Linked DNA regions of Mus musculus: all the other regions are linked to region 2. The links are chromatin contacts, called in public HiChIP or PLAC-seq and promoter capture Hi-C maps. All regions are on one chromosome and are shown on one strand. The core of a region is the stretch at or near the end of the contact, and the rest is flanking DNA. Distances in the headings are between cores, read along the strand shown. Region 1 holds the start of Pgm2 (phosphoglucomutase 2). Region 2 holds the start of Fam114a1 (family with sequence similarity 114, member A1). Region 3 overlaps Tbc1d1 (TBC1 domain family, member 1). Region 4 holds the start of Rhoh (ras homolog family member H). Region 5 holds the start of Pds5a (PDS5 cohesin associated factor A). Region 6 holds the start of 5830416I19Rik (RIKEN cDNA 5830416I19 gene). Region 7 overlaps Tbc1d1 (TBC1 domain family, member 1).

Region 1 (2,700 bases), core at 48-2,547, 880 kb before region 2:
CATGAAGTTGTATACAGTTCTTCATTCTCACTGGGCTGTGTAACTCATGGCTTATCGATCATCATTTATGTATATGATTTAGAATGAATATACCACTACATATTTATCCATTCTATTGTTGGCAATCTGGATGTGTATGGTTGGAGCTTTTTGCGACTAAATCTGCTAGAAACCTTTTAAAAAGTTGTGTGTGTGTATGTGTGTGTGTGTGTGTGTATGTTTGTATTTTGCCTGCATACATGTCTATGCACCATGGATATATATGACAATGGAGGTCTGAAAAGGATGCAGGATCCCCTGGAACTGGAGTTTCAGACCATCCTGAGCAGCCATGCTAGTGCTGATAATCAAACTTAGGTGCTCTGGAAGAACAACCCGTGCTCTTAACTGCTTTGGATTTTTTTTGTTTAATTGTTTTTTCTTTCGTTTTAGGGTTGTTTGTTTGTTTGTTTGCTTGTTGAGACGAGATCTCACACTGGAACCCACGGTGAACTGGAACTCACTTTGTAGGCCAGGCCCTGAACTCACAACAGTCCCAACAGTCGGGACTGCAGGAGCGAGGAAGGCATCATGTGCGGCTCAGAACCATTCTTGCTTGTGCTTCCCCGTGCCCAGCCAGGTGTGCACATACATCACCCAGCTGACCTGGAATTCTCGTTTGTGTGTGGCGACCTCAGGCGGATGAGTCGACATTCTTTTTACATTTTCTAGTGTGAAAATCCAGTTGACCCGGTGCCTTGAAATTACAACTCGTCCTTCCGGTTGCTCTTCTGACATAAACTGTCTTTGCAAGTGTTATCTCATTTCTGGCTCGTTGGTCTATTTGATTTATTTCCCACTTGGCTCTTCTTTTTCAAGATTTGTTTCCCCCTCTGCTATTCTCTAATTTAATTTACATTTTGAGATAGGATCTCCCTATGTACCCCTAGTTAGTCTAGAGTTCACTATGTAGATCAGATTGGCCTCTAACTCACAGAGACCTGCCTGCCTCTGCCATGTGGCTACTGGCCTGCGCCAATGTGCTCTGCTTCCCAGCGCAGTCAGACTAGCATCTCAGGTGTGATGGGCACCAAATGCATACTTGATGTTTGCTGGAGGACCCTGGGTATGTAGGGCCTAGGAGACTAGAGTAAGGCGAGCCTCCAGCTCTCCTAACAACAAAGCACTCCCCAATTGCCTGGCCCTCCGGGAAGCACACCCACTAATGGCGAGTCTGGAACCGGGCGGGGCTGCTGCACGTCCTCTTCCCTCCGGCTCTCTGACTACGCCTCTTTCCCCGCCCTCTCCCCGCCCCTCCAGAAGGGTGACCCGGCCTCCTCCGCCCGGTTGTGACTGCTGCGGGATGGCGGCGGCGACACCGACAGAGACACCGGCTCCGGAAGGCAGTGGCTTGGGTATGGACGCGCGACTGGACCAGGAGACCGCGCAGTGGCTGCGTTGGGACCAGGTAAGGGCCGATCTCCGGCTCTTCGGTTCTCGGGCGCCGTGGCTTGTCCGGCAGGGAGCCGGGCCCAGCTTCCTTCTTTCCTTCCCTGCCTCGCCACACGGTGCCTGCTCGGCATAAGCTGTTGCGGGACTGGAGACAGCTGTGTGGCTCGCCCGGCTGCTAGACCCGGTAGAGGAGCGAGCTGGGGGGCGGGGAGTGGGGTGGAGAGTGAATGTAGCGGGCCTGGGACCCGGGGTAGTCCACGCACGAGAAGGTTTTTGAGGTTCTGTGATGGGCTGAGCATCTTCATCCATTCAGAATCCGCTCTGTCCCGCCTTTCCCGGGACCTGGACTTCTCCACAGTCCAGACCACCTTTTCTGATTTCATGGATACTACCGGGTCCCTGATGGGCCAGGCTGACAGGGAGTTTTCCAGAGAACATACACTCCACTGGGAAGGTGACAGGGAACGCTTTGGCCCCAGCTGCGCCTTTCCCCTGTAATGTCTTAGTCAGTCGGCCAGCTCCGGACATCACTTCCTTTGCCCTCTACAAGTTCTCTCTGACCTGTGCTTTCGCGTGTCCTGTTGCTTTCCCGCAATGTTCCTCTTGCCGGTGTTCTGCTGACTTTATTTCTCTTGTCGTTTTTCCTGTGTGAACTTAGCGGATCTTTCCTGTCTCCCAAGTGCAACTCAAACTCTCTCTCTAGACAGCCCAGGCCTTTGGTTCCCTGCTCTTCCTGGAATTGAAAGACAATCCCTTACAGGCTTGTTTGTTTAAAATTTGTCGGTATCCAGGGCTGACTTCAGGAGGTGAGACCCACGCAGATCCACTGAACCTGTACTCAGGGAAGGGCCCAAGCCGTATTTTAAAGCACTACTTTGAGATTCTCTATTGTTAAACACGGAGTCTTTCGTTCTAATTGTGCACTGGCCCCCCCTGAAAATTATGTAGCTGGTGCTGTGTGTCTCTGCTGCTTTCCGTGGTCTATAGTACCGTAGTACCGTAGTGCCGTACTGCATGTCTATAGTTGGTCCCTGAAACATTTGGTGACTGGATAGAGGCTGGAAGGCTCAGCAGAGGCCTTTGCTCGCTCACACCTAGAAAATGAATAGTCAGGCCATCCTGGAAACAGGATGGCAGTGCTAGCGCCTCATGGGAGGTTTTGTTTTGCTTTGTTGTGGATTTTTTTTTTCCTGGAAACATAAAGCATTCCAGGATGTTTAAGGGGAGGAAACTGTTTCCATTTCTGATCACTTAATAACTTGCATTGTG
Region 2 (2,700 bases), core at 159-2,658:
CAGGGTGGACCAGGCACGACTTACAGCCCCGTTGAGTGGTCTCACTATCAGAGGGAAACAAATAAACGAAGTAATGGAAGCAAATGCAAATACCTGAACTAGCTTAGAGATCCAAAACTATCAGTCTTGAATGGCCCCACTCAGAGCCCCTCCCACTCTGAACATTTTTTCTCATCTTCCTAAAAAGAAAAAAGAAAAGAGCAACAAACTAGCAGAAGTCAACTGTCTTAGGGTTTCACTGCTGTGAGCAGACACCATGACCGTGTCAACTCTTATAAGGACAACATTTAATTGGAACTGGCTTATAGGTTCAGAGGTTCAGTCCATCATCATCAAGGCGAGAGCATGGCAGCATCCAGGCAGGCATGGTGCAGGAGGAGCTGAGAGTTCTAAGTCTTCATCTGAAAGCTGCTAGCAGAGCAGTGCCTTTCAGGCAGTCCATAGGATGAGGGTCTTAAGTCCATGCCCACAGTGACACACCTACTCCAAGGCCACTCCCACTACAACAAGGCCACACCTCCTAATAGTGCCACTCCCTGGCTCAAGCATATAAGTTACACCAACAACTGACTACTTAAAATTAAGAACTCCAGGGTGGTGAAAAGTCCCCCCAAGCACACAAAGTTCTATTCTAACAGGTGTTTATTGTTTGCAACTGCACAGAAATGCACAAGCAACTCCTCAAAGGAAAGAAACACACACAAACGGAAGCTGCCTAAAAAGAGAGAGCAGCTTACAAAGAGAAAACCAGAAAGGGGGCGCGCATGAGAAATGGTGACCAGTCAAACCTTGGAGACGCATACCTTTAATCCTAGGCAGAGGCTGGCAGAGGTCTGAGTACAAGGCCAGCCTGGTCTACAGAGTGAGATCTAGGACAGCCAGGGCGACACGGAGAAACTACGTGGTGCAAACCCCATCCCATTCCGCCCCACCCTACCCTACCCCCTGCTGCCATCAGGGAGGGGAGGGGAGGGGAGGGGAGATTTTGTTTGCTTTGGACAAATACATTTTCCACGCCAAACGCAGATGTGCAATGCCCAGGCCAAAGAGAATGAATTTGGGCTTTGATCCACATTTCCAAGCTGGCCTTCTAGAAAGCATGGCTCCTTTGAGTCTTTTTACTTTTGTTTCTAATCACATCCCACTCCCATCGCTGACGTGGTCAGAGAATTCCACCTAATTTAGAACCGGGAAATCCCACGGTGAGGCTAGGGGACTCCTTACAACCTGCAGGGCTTCCCCAGTGCTTCGTAATGGAAGGCAGGGGACCCCGCGCTCTGCCCCGACCACCGATCTGGGACGGCGGAGTTCGGAGTTCGCAGCAGGTCAGGGTGCAGTGGGGCCGGGCAGAGGCAGAGGAGGGCGGCCCGGGGCGGGGCAGCTTGGCCGGTCCCTCCCCTGCGGCCGCGTCCCCGCCGGTCCTGCCGACGTGGCGGGGCGGGACCCGGGACTCCCGCGCGCACTCGGCCGGCCAAGCGGTAAGAGCCCGGGGCGCCCTCTCCCCATCCCCTTCCCGGGCGGGAGGGGACCAGCGCGCCGCGACCCTTGTCCGCTGTAGGGTGTGAGAAATCACCGGCGGGGAACCGTCCCGAGAAAGCAACTTGCTTGGGCACGAAGGTCGGGGGAGACGCGGCCGAGGGCCCTGCGTGGGTGCGGGCGTGTGAGTGTGTGTGTGTGAGTGTGTGTCGCTCCAAGTCCACGCTCATGCACACACCCACACGCCCGCACGCCCGGTCTGCACCCTCGTCCGGCCTGGAGCTCCGTGGAGTCCGCTGCCAGAGGCTAGGCACAAGCCAGTCTGGAAAGTTTCCCCAAGTGTCCCAAGTCTGGGGTGGGCTGTAGGGTCCTCCCAGCGCGACGCTCTGAGGGATCCAGTTCTTGCTAGTCAAAGACCTCCATTCCTAGGGTGAGCTTGTCCTCCCCCTGGGAAAACCGAGCACAGGCCTTGACCTCCATCCTGATCCATCATCTTTCCCTGGCATGCCCCACACCCAGCATGCCTGCGCTCCTGCCCCCCTGAAACACCTTAAGCTAGCACCGTTTGCATTCCCAGGACCCTCTTGGGCCCCCTCTTCCCCACCCCAAAGGCAGCCCCTTTACCCAGCCAGCTTGTCTTCTCCGAGGAATCTGGTGAGTATTTCCCAGCTGTCAGTCAGTCCCCACTTGGATTTCACTGGCTTTTCTTAAAGAAGGAGGACTTTCGGCAGACTATGGGAGCACTCTCTGGGCCATACCATCAGTGTCCACCCCTGAACCTCTTGATAGAAGCTGATGGCTTTTTAAATCAGCAGTCCTTGAACTCCTCCCTGGGACACCAGAACAAGAGAAACAAGGTCATTCCGAGAAGCCTCTCTTAGCTCACCTGGCTTCCTAGAGTTCTTTCCTCCCCAGCCCATATCCTAGACTCTCTCCTCCATTTCCTCTATCAATCCTGAAATGTTCTGATTAAACTTCTTACATTGAAAGCTGCCAGCGATGGAATGAAACTCCAAGGGTGGGATTTGAAGCACAAGTTAGCCAGTGTAGAAGGAATTTGGGGACGGGGGGTGGGGGGTGGGGGGCGGGGTGTTAGGGGGTGGGGGGCTTCCTGAATCTTGGGGATTCAGAAGTGTAAGTAGTTATTTCTTTCATCAGAGCAGGCTTATGTGAGACATCGTTTTTCGTTCAAATCAATATCAAACACAGTATATATCAGTTGAG
Region 3 (2,700 bases), core at 82-2,581, 730 kb before region 2:
CTAGCGTGGTAATCTGCTGAGCTGTGGTGTGTGGACGGCTTTGCTCCCAGGAAAAGCATCATCCTGTGTTAGACCAGGAGTCCCAACCCTGCTCTCATGTTCCGTCGTCACCCCCTGTTGAGTGGACTGGGATAGTGACTTTAGACATTTGCTGAGAATCTTGCCTGCTCCAGGCGATCAGTCTGTGCAGGTTGAAGCTTACTGTGCAAGCCCACCATGTGCACACAAAGTGAGACCTTGCCTGGGAGAAGGCAGGGGTGTGCAAAGGAGTAGTTGGAAGCCAAATTCCTTGTAGATGCCTGTTTTACATAGAATTGTCTTTTCAAATGTGATTTCCAAAGGGCTGGGGAATGGTTTAGTCAGCAAAGGGCTTAGTAAAGGGCTAACTGCGTTAAGTCAGGTCCAGTCCCTAGCACCTAAGTGGATGGAGTCTCATTGTGAGTGAATCAGAACCTGTGATCCCAACATTGGGATAGGGTGGGATGGGGTGGGGTGGGGTAGAATAGGGTGGGATAGGGTAGATGGGGTGGATGGGGGTTGAGACACGAGCATCCTTGGGCCTCATTGGCTAGCCTGTGTAGTTGACTCAGGTTGTTAAACTCAGGAGTCTCACAAATGAGTGAGCTAGAGAGATGGCTCGGCAGTTAAGAGCACTTGCAGCTCTTGCAGCTTCATCCCCAGCACCCACTCGGTGTCTAACAAATGCCTGTACCTCCAGTTCTAAGGGACCTGAAATTACCTTCTGACCTCTGAGGTTGCTGCACACTTGTGGTGTGCCAACATATATGCAGGCAACACACCCCTGACATAAAACAAACATAAAGCTATCTTAAAAACCAAAACCAAACCAAACCAAAAACGTTGTCAAGCAATAGAGGAAAACACCTGGCATTGTTGTCTGGCTTTCACATGCCTGTACATGCATGCATGCATGCACACCTCCACACATTCATGAATGAACACACAGTATGTTTTCTGTCCATGAGCCACAGATATGCTCTGGATGTGAGTAGTTAGTAAGGAATGCAGTGACCTGGAGCACCCGTGTGCTGACTTAGCTGTGTGGTTTTACATTGCTCTAACACGTGTATGTTTCATCTGGAGTGGGTAGATGGCAGCAAAGTGGAAGGAAGGGTGACTCTGTCCTCAAGCCCGTCCTGTGCAGATCTAGGTTGGGTGCACAGGTTCTTCGTGGTCATGGAGCACTAAGCATAGAGTGAGAAACTGGTAAGGTTTGAGTCTCAGAGTCTCCCCCTACAGCATGTCCCTAGGCATATGGGCATATGTTGTTGTTGTTCTGTTATTATCGATGTTACTGTGGTTATTATCTACTTGGAGGCTTAGGGGTTTCAGCCAAATAAGGAAATCTGACACCAACGATTACTCCGTCCCTGCTTCATCATGCAAAGCAAATCCTGTGGTGGGGAAACCAACCTTGACTGGGAATGTCTGGCTAGTTCTGTGTGCCTGAGCTTTGTGACTCGATGCCAGTCACTCTAGCCCTTGGTGGCTTTTTTTCTGATCTCTAAAGTGAGCAGGGTGAATGAATGGGTAGACGAGTGGATGAAGGAATGAATGAATGGCCCCACCCAGGAGTTATGGAAGAAGCTGAATGAGTGAAAGCGTAGAGGAGGGGATGCTCTAGATGGAGGGAGACACTGCATGCCTGTGATTGACACAAGGGCTGTTTGCAAGGGAGTGAGATAAGATGGTTTATTGACAATTCCGTGGAGAAGGACCCCAGGACAGCTGGGTAGCTATTTTGGTAGAGGTTGGAGGAGGGTCCTTGTGCAGAGCCCGGGCTGGAGTGAAAGCCTTGCTGGATGGGACGGGTGGGATCTGGCTGGGTTAAGTACAGGCTTGACCAGCACCTGAGATCTGGCTCATGCTGAGGAATGAATAGTGTGCACCCTGACAGTTAAAAGTTGACAGAAGGAGGAATGCGTAGAAAGAAGCCTCTTGCCAAGTGTGAACCTGCTCACGTGGGAACCAGGGAATAAGGAGGCATTCTTTAAAGAGGGGCTTGGCCCCTTGAGTCCAGTTGAGAAAACAATGCAAAGGCAGAGATGTAAATCAAGCAGTCCTTTGCGGAGCAGAGGGTGATAAGCATCTGAACTGGCAAGCAGTAGAGGAAGACACCCGCACCCAGAGTTCCCTGGCACTACTGAAGGAACCCAGAAGTCCTCTGCTAGATTTGGGAGAGCAGATGTTTTAACAGTAGTCCAAGATGGCTGTGCAGTGCACATGAACTCATGCCCTACCCTTCCTGGGCTTATTTAGATATTATTTCCCCCTCATCCTTTTAAATCAAGATGGAGTGTCACTTTGGAAAATGTCCTTAGGATTTAGAGACTTCAGTTCCCTTTTAGTAGATGGAATTTAATTGTAATGGGTAGATCAGAGTTCAGTCTAAGCAAGTCTCAACTTCTAGCCATACTGGAGTGTTCTCTGGCACGGGAGAGCCAGCCAGCTGTGGGCCATTCCCAGCAGTAGCTTCTGTCGGCTGCAGTCTCCTTATCTCTTGTCAGGCTTGGTTTCTGTGTTGGTTCTCTAGGAATGTTCCTGATAGTGAGTGTCTGATCCTGTGAAAGAAGTCAGCGTTCCCCAGCAGGGAGGAAAAACTGAGTTCCACAGGCCCTGTGCTCAGCTAGCCCTGAAGGTGGAGACTATAAGCAGGTTCTTAGTATCACCACCTCCACC
Region 4 (2,700 bases), core at 163-2,662, 890 kb after region 2:
GACCTATCACCCTCCCCTTTCTTTCTCCCTCTCCCTCCCCCTCTCCCCTCCCCTCTCCCCCTCTCCCCTCCCCTCTCCCCCTCTCCCCCTCCCCTCTCTCCCCCTCCCCCTCTCCCCCTCTCCCTCTCCCTCTCCCTCTCTCTGACAGGGTTTCTCTGTGTAGCCCTGACTGTCCTGGAACTCACTCTGTAGACCAGAACTCAGAGATTTGCCTGCCTCTGCCTCCAGAGTGCTGGGATTAGAGACGTGCCATTTAATCCCATTTAAAGTACCTAAGGCCTGGCTAATCCAATCTCATGTCTGCCTTAAGGTCTTTCTGCTGTTTGCCTACTTGGCACTCCGATATTTTGAGCAAGTTACCATCCTGGTCAGTAGCATTTATAGTGATTCAAGACTTAGGGTGGCGGGGCATGGGAAGGGGAGGGGGAGGGGAGGGGGGAGGGTGTTAATACTTCAGGAGAGTCAAATGGCTGGTTTAGGCAGTTTGACCATGGGGTTACATTGTGGCAGATGGTCTCTACACCTGGCTGGCACAGCGAGGAGGGACAAGTACAGTTGTGTTTTTAGTCAAATAATGAAACTCAGAGGGGTCAGAAAACAGCACAGGGTCTAGTACCTCCCGGCCCAGGTGCTGCTCTGTGGCGGTTACTTGACTTTTGCTATGCCCTTCATTTTTAAATTGTTACTAATACTGGCAGCACAACTCATTATTAATAAGGCAGAGTGATCCAGAGAACCCACCGACTGTCTCCTGCTGGGCTGGTGGTGAACTCCGTGTACAGCTGAGTTTTTTTTTTTTTTTTTACAGAGACTCTCTGTGAAGCTCTGGATGTTCTAGAATTCTCTATGTAGACCAGGCTGGCCTTGAACTCAAAGAACTCCACCTGCTTTTTGCCTCTTGAGCGCTGGAATTAAAGGCAGGTGCCATCATACCTGGGAAACCTGGAACTTCTGATCCTTCTGAACATTGGGATAACAGGTGTGTGCCAGGAACTATGGCTTTTATTCAGTACGGGGCACAAACACAGGGCCAGGCAAGTACGCTACCCATAGGCTCCATTCTCAGCCCGGAAGTTAAGTTCTTAGTTAAGTGCTTTTACTTAAGCTTAAGTTAACCGAGACCAGCCAGGACAGTGAAACCGATTTTCCTCTCTTGTTTCATTTCCTGAAAGAATCATCCCAGTTTCACCCCCTTTCCTTCCCTCAACAGGAGGGAATGGAGAGAGAGAAACGATCCAGAAAGGATAAAACGGTAATCAAACAGAAATCCAGCCGTGCAGCAAAAGCCCTATTTGGCCTCTTGCTTGGGTAGGTTTCACAGGCTCATGGAGGGAAACAAACGCACATGCGCACAGGCCCCTAAACCCACACAGGCGAAACCCCTTTGTGGAGAAGCCAGCCACAGGAAACTCACTTCGGCACAGGAACTTGCTAATCGCTTTTGTCACTTTCGGAGTGTTCCTCTGCCTCGGTCACCTCCGACACTGAGGCCCACCACCTTGGGCTGGACTCTGCCAGTCCGGTGTTGCAGCTTTTCCAACAGTGACTCATTGGGAGCCTTGGGGAAGAGAGAGAGAGAGAGAGGTAGACCTCAGGAGGGACTCTCAGCAGTAATAGATTTGAGCTACGTTAGCTTTTACATGGCGTGGAGAGCTACTTAGACTTCCGGAGTCAGTCATTTTGGTGATGAGACTTGGCATTCTACCCCAGGTAAGACTTTTGCCTCTTTAAAAATGTTTTTTCGGTGTCTCAGGAATCTCTGTGATTTTGTTAAGATTTTTTTCTTCTTCTTTAGGCTGAACATTGTAATGACCTTTTTTAATTTGTTGCAAAGTGTAGACTAAACTCAGAGATGGGGGTGTGTTCGGCCGTCTACCCCAACTCTAGAGTCTTAACAAGACACACTTTGGTTTTCTTTCTATTTTGCTTTGTTTTTGTTTTGAGATGAGGTCTTGGATAGCCTGGGCTGGCTGATGTGAAGTCAAAGATGGCCTTGAATTCCTGACCCTTCTGCTTCCACCTCCCAGGTGCAGGAGTTACAGGCATGTGCCACTGAGTCTTAGTTTCTAAGGTATTCCCATATGTTCTTGGGGCTGTGTCAGAGCTTGCTTGTGTGGGGACTTTAGACTTCATGCAGCAGTGTTTGATGAAGGAAATCTAAGGGCCCTCCAGCATCCACAGAGAGCAGCTTTAAAGTTATCTAGCTATGTAGAAAAAAAAAATCGAAATAAAAACCATATCCCAGAATTCCTATCTAGCTATTCTCAATCCCAATGGCCCCTTTCTGTACATTTCTAGATTAAATTTAGTTTCTCAGCAGGTTTCATGCTGTGCACTGCCAATAGATTGGCTGGGCTGTAACATCCACAGCAACAAAAGCTTGGGGGAAAATCACCGGTTTTAGGTGCTTCACTAAATTAAAGTTGTGACAGATGGGTTCAAGCGACCGGATCTAAGATGGTGCTGTGCATGAGAGAAGAGAAATATAAGGAAACCCGTCCTTCGGTGGACCTTCAAGTCTAGTAGTTACAGCGAAAGATACAGGTTAGGAAACAGTTGAAGAAGAAGCTGGGTCACAGAAGCTTTAACAGCTGTAGGGTTTCGAGAAGGGTTCTGGGAGTGAGCTGGAGTGCTCAGAAGGAAGGATGCTTATAAAGGATGGGGGCTTAGCAGGAAGCCTTAGGAAGGATGGGGGCTTAG
Region 5 (2,700 bases), core at 44-2,543, 730 kb after region 2:
GGTCAGAAAATCAAAGTTCAGCGGGAAAAGGGGCGACTTTGTAACCTCTTTTTCATTTCAAAAATCTCTAATCTAGAAAGGGCCCTTTCTTCCCCCCGAGGCCGGGGACCCCGCCACTCGCTCCTTCCCTGGGTTTCGGACCCGGCTAGGCGTCCGCCACCCCCACCCGAGCCAGCCCCGGTGCCACGGGGTTCTCGGCTGCAGCAGCCCCGGCCGCGAGAGGCGCCGAGCAGCTCCCGGAGTTTCCTAGCCCTCTTTTCACAATGAAATGTATCCCCGAGCACCTAGGACGGAAGTTTGGTGGCCTCGGGGGGACATTGAGGACCCAACGGCCCCACTTGGCTCAGGAGAAGCGGCTGGGTCCCCGCCTGGCCGGTCACCTCCGGGAAAGGAGACTCGAGGCCTAGAGGGTTCAGCTTAGGCCGCAAAACTAGGTACCCAAGAGGACCCACGCGCGGCGCCGGCGCCCGGGAGCAGAACGCCATAGCCGTGCCGAGCCCCGGGCTCCCGGCGTCCCCGCCGCGCGGCCGCCCCTCCCCGGCCAGCCCGCCACCCCCGCCAGCCGCCCGAGCCCCTCGCCAGGAAGCGAAGGACCCGGCTCCGCACTTCACATTTTTGTTCCTTAACTTCAGCAACCGAGCCCGGCGGCATCTCAAGCCCCTCGGTCGCCCGGCGCTCCTCGGCACCGCCAAGGCCTGAGCCGCCGCTCCGGGCAACCCCGCCGGGCCTCCGCGCGCGCCCTCCCCTGCGGTCTCCCCTTCCGTCCCTCCCTCGCCGCCGAGGGCGCGAGCCCGGCCGCCGCTTTACCTCCTCCTCATGCGGGCGGACGGTGCAGCGAGCGCCGGGCCTCTGTCAGGTGGTTGCGCCGCCGCCGCCGCCCCTCGTCGGGCTGCACACAAAGCGGCTCCGTCCGTCCCGCCGCCGCCGCCGCCGCCGCCCGCCCGCCCCGGAGCGGCGCTGGGGCTGGCGGTGCCGAGGAGCAGCCGCCGCGGGGGGAGAAGCGGGCCGAGCGTGCGCCGGCCGGGGCGACACTGCCGCTCTCCGTCGGGCTGAGGAAGCGCAGCCTCGGCCGCGGCTCCTCCGAGAGCCCGCGCGCGGGTGCACGCCCGCGCGTCCCCCGCGCCCGCCCGGCCGCTCGCTCGCTCGCCGGCCGGCCGCCCGCACCTCGCGCCCACCCGCACCAGACGCCCTCTCGCCGCGGCGCGCTCCCGGCCCGCCCGTGCCCCGCGGAGCCTGAGCGTCGCCGCGCACAGCCGGAGCCCGTCACGCGAGCGGCGCGAGAGCCCGCGAGAGCACCGCGCGCCTCGCTCCCGCCCCTTCTTCCGCCGGCCGAGCCCCCGCCTCCCTCGAGCCCGACGCGGCCGCGCGCGTGGTGGACAGCGCCGCCACCCGTTTGGCGCCAAGACCTGCCCGCGCGGGCGCCTCCGGGGGGCCGGCAGCCGAGCCGGCGCGCGGAGGAGGAGCCCCGGTGGCGGGAAGCGGACCCCGGGAGGCGCGGCTTTGCGACACTCCCGGCCACCGCTGTCGCGGAGTCCGGGGCTCTTGAAGGCTTGGCTGGCGGGGATGTGACCGGACCGGTGGAGAAATGGTTAATTATCTGGAGAAACGGCTGCTTTCCCCTCCAAACAGAGCTCTGGAAGCCGAGGCAAAGTTTTACAACTCGGGCTGCTCATTCTCGCGTCTTCCGGAGAGTCGCCCTAGGTCGCAGCCTACGACCTTAGTTAGACTCCTACCATTAAGGTTTTCAAAGCTGCAAAATAGGAAGTTGGCATGCGATCTCAAGCTATGGTGCCGGGGCTTCTGGCCTCCCAGTCATTTTGGGTACAGGCTGAAAACACAGACTAGGGTTCCTGATAGTGAAGCCCAGAAGAAGAAAGAGGGAGGGTGTTTTTAGAGATTTACAAATTACCTATGTGAATCTGAGACCTCTTTTTTTTTTTTAAGTTGTGAATACACCAAAGCTCTACTTTTTCTCTCCTCCAAAGGAAAGGCTTGCCAAAGAAAACTTAGTGCAGCGGTGCTTGAGCAATTTAAGGTAAATATTGAAGCGAATGAACCTGAACAATACACACATAATTTCAGGAAACCACCTTTTAAAACAATAAGCAAGCCGGGCAGTGGTGGCACACGCCTTTAATCCCAGCACTTGGGAGGCAAAGGCAGGCGGATTTCTGAGTTCGAAGCCAGCCTGGTCTACAGAGTGAGTTCCCGGACAGCCAGGGACAGCCAGGGCTACACAGAGAACCGTCTCAAAAAAACAAAAACAATAAGCAGAAGGGGGTGATGGTGGTGCACGCCCTTAATCCTAGCATTTGGGAGATAGAGGCAAGCGGATCTCTTGAGTTCAAGGCACCCTGGTCAATCGAGCTAGCTCCAGGACGTCAGACAGCCAGGGCAACAAAGAACCCCTGTCTCAAAAAAAGTAAAAAATATTAATAATAATAATGAAAAGAGGAAGAAGCTAGGCCGTTATGGTTCACGCCTTTCAACGGGAGGCAGAGGCAGGCAAATCTTTGATTTCGAGGCTAGCCTGGTCTACAGAGTAAGTTCCAGGATGGCCAGGGAAACCCTATCTCAAAAAAACAGAAAGAAGAAGCTGGCAGCAATTGAATTTATACATTGTTCTTTAAAATGCCCACCTTTTAACTGGCCTATGGTTGCAGCTAAATCAAAAGATTTAGGCAAGAGGATTTTTTTGAA
Region 6 (2,700 bases), core at 87-2,586, 930 kb before region 2:
TGAAGCCACTGAACTTTTAAAAACAGTCTGCATTATAGCAGCTTGCCCTTTATCCTAACAAATACACTAAGGACAGTTTAGACTCTCAGTGGTACCTATTCCCTTATTTGTCAAACACAACGGATATATTGTATCATTCTATTTGTTCCCGGGATAATAGGTCTCCAAAGACATCTCCAACCTGAACAGAGGGACAATGTTTCCCATTGTGTGGAGACAGAAGTGCCAGTGGCAGCCCACCTCTGCACCATGCAGCTGCTGGTGGGATGCTCTGGCCTCCAGGCCCCTTGGAGAATGAGTGCAAAGTGGTTGCCAACTTCCTCCATCACAAATACTCATGTGTCAGAGATTTTTAAATAAAAAATTCAAGAACAGATGGCAAAAGAAAGACTCGTTATATGTGTGCAATCTAGGCTTTGTCTCCTATGCATGTTGCAGTCTCTGTGTGTGTGTGTATGTGTTTGTGTGTGTGTGAAACCAACATTAATGTCATTTCTTGGGGGATAATAAGCTCATTCTGCTAGCCCCACTTATGGCTAATAACAATCAACAATTATTGATGCTTTCTTCGTTGCCACCTCCTCCTCATGAATCAGCACATGAATATTTATGTCCATGCTAATCAGCACAGAAGACTGCTGCAGACAGGCGTCAAATTACACTTCTGGGTTAGAGACAGCCTCCTCTTTTTGAGGCATTTTGATCAAGAAAAACTTGGTGGGGGGCTGATTTCTTGAATTTATTTATTATTTACTTACTTATTTTTGTTAGAATGAAGAGAGAAAGTGGCTGAAAGGCTTGGGTTGAAAGTATGAACGACCTGCATGTGTGAAGGCTCAGTTACTGGATGGTAGTTTTAAAAGGTTCTGTGTACCTTGAAGAAGTCAGGCCTTCTTTGGAAGCTGGACGTTGAGAGGGGATTGTGGGATTCCCCATCTGTCTCAGTTTGGTCTACACCGTTTTCCAGAGTGGTCTCTGCTATCCCAGCCCCCATGATGGTTTTCATATGCCACTCCCACATCCGAACACAAAACAAAGAAATGTAATAAAAAGAATAAATAAAATGTTATCTAAAGAGATCATGTCTTGGCACATGACACTTTTATCTGGGGCGGGGGAGGGTAGGCTGGGGAAGGTTGGGGAAGTGTGGGGGGGATGGATGGACAAGCACCTTGTTAGAGAAATAGTCTGAAGGCTGAGAGTCTCCTCCCGTGGCCCTGTACTCGCTGGCGGTAATCCTAAACTGTAAACGTCTATCTGTCTATCCGTTTTAAACCACAACACTTTGCGACTTCCTTGTTTCACCCGCTCTGCTTTGGTCTGAACAAGCACTCTCAGTGCCACCCATTATTCTGCCGGGAGGTATGTGTCAGAGCCGGTGTGCGCGCCAGCTTCGCCAGCTTCGTGTTGGATGAGCTCGCTGTTCGGGGAGGGAGGTGAGTGGGGGTGCAGGGTTATTTCTAGAATGGCAGAGGCAGTATAGGATAATGTAGGAACGCTTTCTATCCTCAGGGTTGAAAGAAGATGGAGAAATGGCGACTCCGTTTCCAGGTAACTGTATCTGCATCTCTCCTAAGAATCCTGCTAACTCACACTGGTGTAGAAGTTACCATGATTGGGTCCCGTGCTGATTTGTACCTGTGTTAAAGCACTGAATCCTTTGAAGTAGATGTAGTCGTTGGCTACAACAATATGTGTGGTGGTAGCTGTATGACTCAAACCTACCTAAAGTTCTTAGCCACTGTAAGAGACTATCGGAGGCTGACTGAGGTCAAAGAGCCACTTATGTTTTGTGCCCTGGCATATGACTTATCCAGAGGCTCTTTGCTTTATTGCCTCAAAATCCTTCTCCTGGCCAAGCCCTGTAATCTCAGAGCCACAGTCAGTTCAAAGAGAGGATGTAGGTCTTCTCCTATTGTCTGACCGGCACCACTTCTTCTTAACACGGGTCAGTGCTGAGAGTGGCTACTGGTGTGTGAGCTAATGTTCTCTCTCTCTCTCTCTCTCTCTCTCCCTCTCCCCCCCTCCTATGAATCATGGCGTTCATGTCCTTAAATCAGTCATCCCTTCACATGACCAGCCCGGCAGACAATACAGTGGGTATGAGTACGGAGCTGCAGGCTGGCCACCGGCCAAGGGCTCCGGGTGGGAAGAGCAGGATTGCTGCCTGGCTCTGAGCCATGTCACATGCAGCAGGGCTTGGGTGGCTCTCCAGGGGACTCTTTCAGGCATACGAAACAAAAAGCAAGGGCCACACTCAAAGTTAAAAAGCTCTGTCACTGTTGGGTTTTCCTGTGGTTATTTTCCAAGAAAAACAAACAAACGTTATGACTGCTCTACTTTTGAAAATAAGTAGCAAGAAATTTGAATGTTAATCCACTGGCAGTAAAAATGTACTCTGTGGTTCTATGTCATAAGCAGTCACAGACACAGAAGTCTAGACACAGTTCTGTCCTTTCCAACTACGTGATGTTGGTCAGTTCTGTGAATTCTCTGGGTTTCGTTGTGCCTTGGAACCAGATGGAATACATTTATCTCGTAAGGATGCTCTTATCCTTAGTTCCTAGCTGAACCTGTTATCACGAGAGAGGTAGTGAGGATACAGTGCGAGAAAAGATATTTCTAGAATGACAGACCCAGTGTTGGGTATATGAAGGGTCTCTTTGCCTCCTGAAGAAGGGAGGCGGAGAAAACTGGAGA
Region 7 (2,700 bases), core at 127-2,626, 750 kb before region 2:
AGGGGAGGGATTGTTTTACCAGTTAAGCTGTAGGAAGCATGAATGATTTGACAAATTCTAGGGGCTGGAGAGATGGCTCAGTGGTTAAGAACACTGATTGCTCTTCCAGGGCTTGAGTCCCAACACTTATGTGATGGCTCACAACTGTCAGTAACTCCAGTCCCAGGGGGTTCTAGTGTCCTCTTTGGCCTCTGTAGGGACCAGGTACACATGTGATACACAGACATGTGTAGGCAAAACATTTATAAAATAATAAATCTTACCCAAAAAAGTGAAAATCCTGTCAGTACCTAATTCTAATGCTCTACAGATTAGGGATAGTCTTCCTCCTCTCTTATCTGTAAGGGTAATTTCTACTTAGCATTTGGATGCCTGGTAAGACTCCAAGCTGCCTACAGGGCCTGCCGTTGGCTCAGGACCCCTTCTCTGGCTCCCTGACTCAAGCAGTCAGCTGTGCTCTTTCCTCTTTGCTTGCAGTGTGGGCTTGCTGGACTGTAAACCGTCCCTTCAAGGGCAGGTGGTGTGTCTACCGCTGCACCCCAGGAACTGATGCGCGGTGATGAGCCATAGGCATTAGTAGACTGATGGATGGTTGAAGCCTATCCCTCGGTGGGGCCAGGTTGTAGATGTGAAATTACCAACTGGTCCTCAGTTTCCCCTTCTTAGGAGGTCAGGAGGCTCCCTGTTTCATGCACTATGGAGATTTTGAACAATGCGTGGGGGGCCAATGGACTTTGTCTAGGGTTCACTGGTTTCCTCCGAGTCTGACAGGCAAAGCACTCTGAGCATTATGCTCCATCACCACGATCATTTCTTATCTCCAAGAGCTGCAATGATTAACGAGATAATGGCAAACATCTGCCAGACACTAAGTGCTCAGGGAATACTGCTTGCTTCCCTCCTGAATAGTGATCTCCGAGAAGGCTTTGAGAGACCAGGCAGGCATCCATTCTTGATCTCTCCTCCGAAGGAAGGAACCGATTCTGCGTTCTGGAAAGTTCTCGGAGCTTTGGTGACCTGTTGAGAGTGACTCTGAGTTTAACAATCAAAGATAACTGTGAGCTAAGGCCATCAGACCATTAACCCATCATGAGTTGGTTCGTTTTAGATGGAGTCTCAGAGCTCAGGCTAGTCTGCAACCCTGTCTGCAGCTCTGGTTGGTCTCGAATCTGTCATCCCTCTACCTCGGTCTTACAAGTGCTGGGGTTTCAGCAGTGTGCCACCAGGGGATTCACTTCAACATAAATGTCACAGCTTGGGAGGAATGTTGGAGATTTTAAGTCCATAATAACTTCCACAATAGCTACAGGGTAGATACGGATCCAGGTGTGATCTGTCCCTGAAATGAGTAGGTAGAGCTGGCAGAACATCCGAGTCCACCTGGCCCCAAGCCACCCCGTTCTGCCTCATAGAGAGCAAAGTTCAAAGGCTCAAAAGAAAGTTAATCCAAACCACAGAAGAAACTGCCTGGCCCTCATCTGAAAGCTGAGTTTATGTTGAAATTCATGAAAACATGAAACTTCACGTTGCTTGTATTATCGTTGTCACATTTGGGAAATTCCAGGTTAGAAGACCTACAATTCAGACCCCCCTGCATAAAAGCTTTAAGAGGATGGATGAGACTCTAACACACATGGAAAGGAGAAGCCATTCTCTCTTCAGGTCCGCTCACCCCTGGTGTCTGTCAGAGCCAGTAGGAGCTGTTTTTAGTTCTGTTCCTTCTCCAGCTGTACAGAGAGGCCAGGGTGTGTGTGTGTGCGCGCGTGCAGTGTGCACGGGTGGTTTATTTTACAACCCGGGCAGGTGTTCTTTTGCTAAGCACTAAATCCCCAGAGACTACTGGAGGTTGTTTCCCCCTATTCTCTCTCCCCCTCCCCCTCTCTCCTCCCCTCCCTCCTCTCTCCTCCCCTCCCCCTTCCCCTCCCCCTCCCCTCACCCCTCCTCTCAGTTATGGGGACTAACTTGGGTCATGATTTCTGGAAAGTGTTCTTGCTCAGTGCACCAACAATGGCACCAAGAAGAGCCTGAGCAGACACTTGGCGAGATGCAGGAGTCTGTGACTCACTGGCTTTTACCTTGAAATCTCAGGTTACACCAAGAAAGCAAAAACAGGGCTTTAGGGATGACAGGATCGCTTAGCAGGTAAAGGCACCTGCCACCAAGCCCGACAACCCCAATTCAACCCCTCAGGCCATTTGGTAGAAAGAGAGAGCCAATCCTAGTAAGTTGGCCTCTGACCTCCACCCACGCCTTCGTACCCTCGTCATGCCCCAGCAGTGGCACATACAATAGTAATGTTAAATTTTTAAAAGGATCGTGTTTTGCATAAGGAAGCATGCTCATTTCAGACTTGAAAAGAGTGAATGTTGTGAGAAAGGGCTCAGCTGTGGATAAAACCTGGGATTAAGTTTGTATAGAAAGTCTTAGAAATTAAAAATTTTACAAAAAAAAAATCATATTCAAAGGTAAATTCAACCACCTAAACCAGGAAACTTTGACCTGCTGTGGAGGGAGGGGAACGAGTTTGGATCAGGTTTTTATTTGCTAATAGACCAGTCAGGAAATAGCATTTCATACTTTTCCATTTTTATTTTTTTTTTATATGTGTGTGGTGTATGTGTTCATGTGTGTGTTAGGTCACATGCCAGGGGTTAGCTTTGGTTGCTGTTCTTTAGGAACACTGTCCCCCTTGGGTTTTCA

The links. Promoter capture Hi-C pulls out the DNA fragments that hold promoters and counts their contacts. HiChIP or PLAC-seq counts read pairs in DNA pulled down with a chosen protein or histone mark.
Region 1: an H3K27ac HiChIP or PLAC-seq map of the NIH/3T3 cell line shows a contact between it and region 2, with 7 times the contacts expected there. The contact joins the promoter of Pgm2 here to the promoter of Fam114a1 in region 2. A contact is called at or near these places in 5 of 39 promoter capture datasets (the 3T3-L1 cell line, 3T3-L1-derived adipocytes, hippocampal neurons and 2 more), 1 of 484 Hi-C or Micro-C datasets (B cells), 2 of 115 datasets of contacts at active chromatin or transcription factors (the NIH/3T3 cell line and embryonic stem cells) and 2 of 9 other capture datasets (adipose tissue and embryonic stem cells).
Region 3: a contact with region 2 is called in an H3K27ac HiChIP or PLAC-seq map of extraembryonic endoderm stem cells. The contact joins the enhancer-like site here to the promoter of Fam114a1 in region 2. A contact is called at or near these places in 1 of 39 promoter capture datasets (embryonic stem cells), 3 of 115 datasets of contacts at active chromatin or transcription factors (embryonic stem cells, extraembryonic endoderm stem cells and fibro-adipogenic progenitors) and 2 of 9 other capture datasets (embryonic stem cells and liver).
Region 4: a promoter capture Hi-C map of pre-B cells shows a contact between it and region 2, with 3 times the contacts expected there. The contact joins the promoter of Rhoh here to the promoter of Fam114a1 in region 2. A contact is called at or near these places in 5 of 39 promoter capture datasets (the C10 cell line, frontonasal cranial neural crest, liver and 2 more) and 1 of 115 datasets of contacts at active chromatin or transcription factors (memory CD8 T cells).
Region 5: a promoter capture Hi-C map of pre-B cells shows a contact between it and region 2, with 7 times the contacts expected there. The contact joins the promoter of Pds5a here to the promoter of Fam114a1 in region 2. A contact is called at or near these places in 5 of 39 promoter capture datasets (hippocampal neurons, liver, neutrophils and 1 more), 2 of 115 datasets of contacts at active chromatin or transcription factors (bone marrow-derived macrophages and microglia) and 1 of 9 other capture datasets (liver).
Region 6: an H3K4me3 HiChIP or PLAC-seq map of bone marrow-derived macrophages shows a contact between it and region 2, with 6 times the contacts expected there. The contact joins the promoter of 5830416I19Rik here to the promoter of Fam114a1 in region 2. A contact is called at or near these places in 2 of 39 promoter capture datasets (the 3T3-L1 cell line and stem cell-derived epiblast-like cells) and 1 of 115 datasets of contacts at active chromatin or transcription factors (bone marrow-derived macrophages).
Region 7: a promoter capture Hi-C map of pre-B cells shows a contact between it and region 2, with 4 times the contacts expected there. The contact joins the enhancer-like site here to the promoter of Fam114a1 in region 2. A contact is called at or near these places in 4 of 39 promoter capture datasets (3T3-L1-derived adipocytes, liver, neutrophils and 1 more) and 2 of 9 other capture datasets (embryonic stem cells and liver).

Annotation. Positions count from the first base shown.
Region 1 is chr5:64,091,642-64,094,341 of GRCm38.p6, forward strand. It overlaps Pgm2 (phosphoglucomutase 2), which reads left to right and starts at 1,298. Exons shown (of 14, transcript NM_025700.3): 1 at 1,298-1,447. The coding sequence starts at 1,343.
Region 2 is chr5:64,968,667-64,971,366 of GRCm38.p6, forward strand. Fam114a1 (family with sequence similarity 114, member A1) reads left to right here and starts at 1,409. Exons shown (of 14, transcript NM_026667.3): 1 at 1,409-1,478. It overlaps Mir574 (microRNA 574), which reads left to right and starts at 1,652; the gene lies at 1,652-1,729. It also overlaps a transcript of Tlr6 not described here.
Region 3 is chr5:64,241,945-64,244,644 of GRCm38.p6, forward strand. All of the region lies in intron 2 of Tbc1d1 (TBC1 domain family, member 1), which reads left to right. Among named protein-coding and RNA genes, the nearest start is that of Gm46913, 4.0 kb to the right of the region's middle. Within about 2 kb of position 1,332, at least 65 of the 459 cell types and tissues checked have an H3K27ac peak or open chromatin away from gene starts, as enhancers often do. A contact at or near this core is called in extraembryonic endoderm stem cells, where this site is marked.
Region 4 is chr5:65,862,172-65,864,871 of GRCm38.p6, forward strand. It overlaps Rhoh (ras homolog family member H), which reads left to right and starts at 1,413. Exons shown (of 3, transcript NM_001081105.2): 1 at 1,413-1,710.
Region 5 is chr5:65,696,943-65,699,642 of GRCm38.p6, forward strand. Pds5a (PDS5 cohesin associated factor A) reads right to left here and starts at 1,294. Exons shown (of 33, transcript NM_001081321.3): 1 at 808-1,294.
Region 6 is chr5:64,043,637-64,046,336 of GRCm38.p6, forward strand. It overlaps 5830416I19Rik (RIKEN cDNA 5830416I19 gene), which reads left to right and starts at 1,337. Exons shown (of 3, transcript NR_045384.1): 1 at 1,337-1,362; 2 at 1,513-1,551.
Region 7 is chr5:64,216,670-64,219,369 of GRCm38.p6, forward strand. The region is part of intron 2 of Tbc1d1 (TBC1 domain family, member 1); the gene reads left to right. Among named protein-coding and RNA genes, the nearest start is that of Gm46913, 29 kb to the right of the region's middle. Within about 2 kb of position 1,377, at least 56 of the 459 cell types and tissues checked have an H3K27ac peak or open chromatin away from gene starts, as enhancers often do. A contact at or near this core is called in liver and pre-B cells, where this site is marked.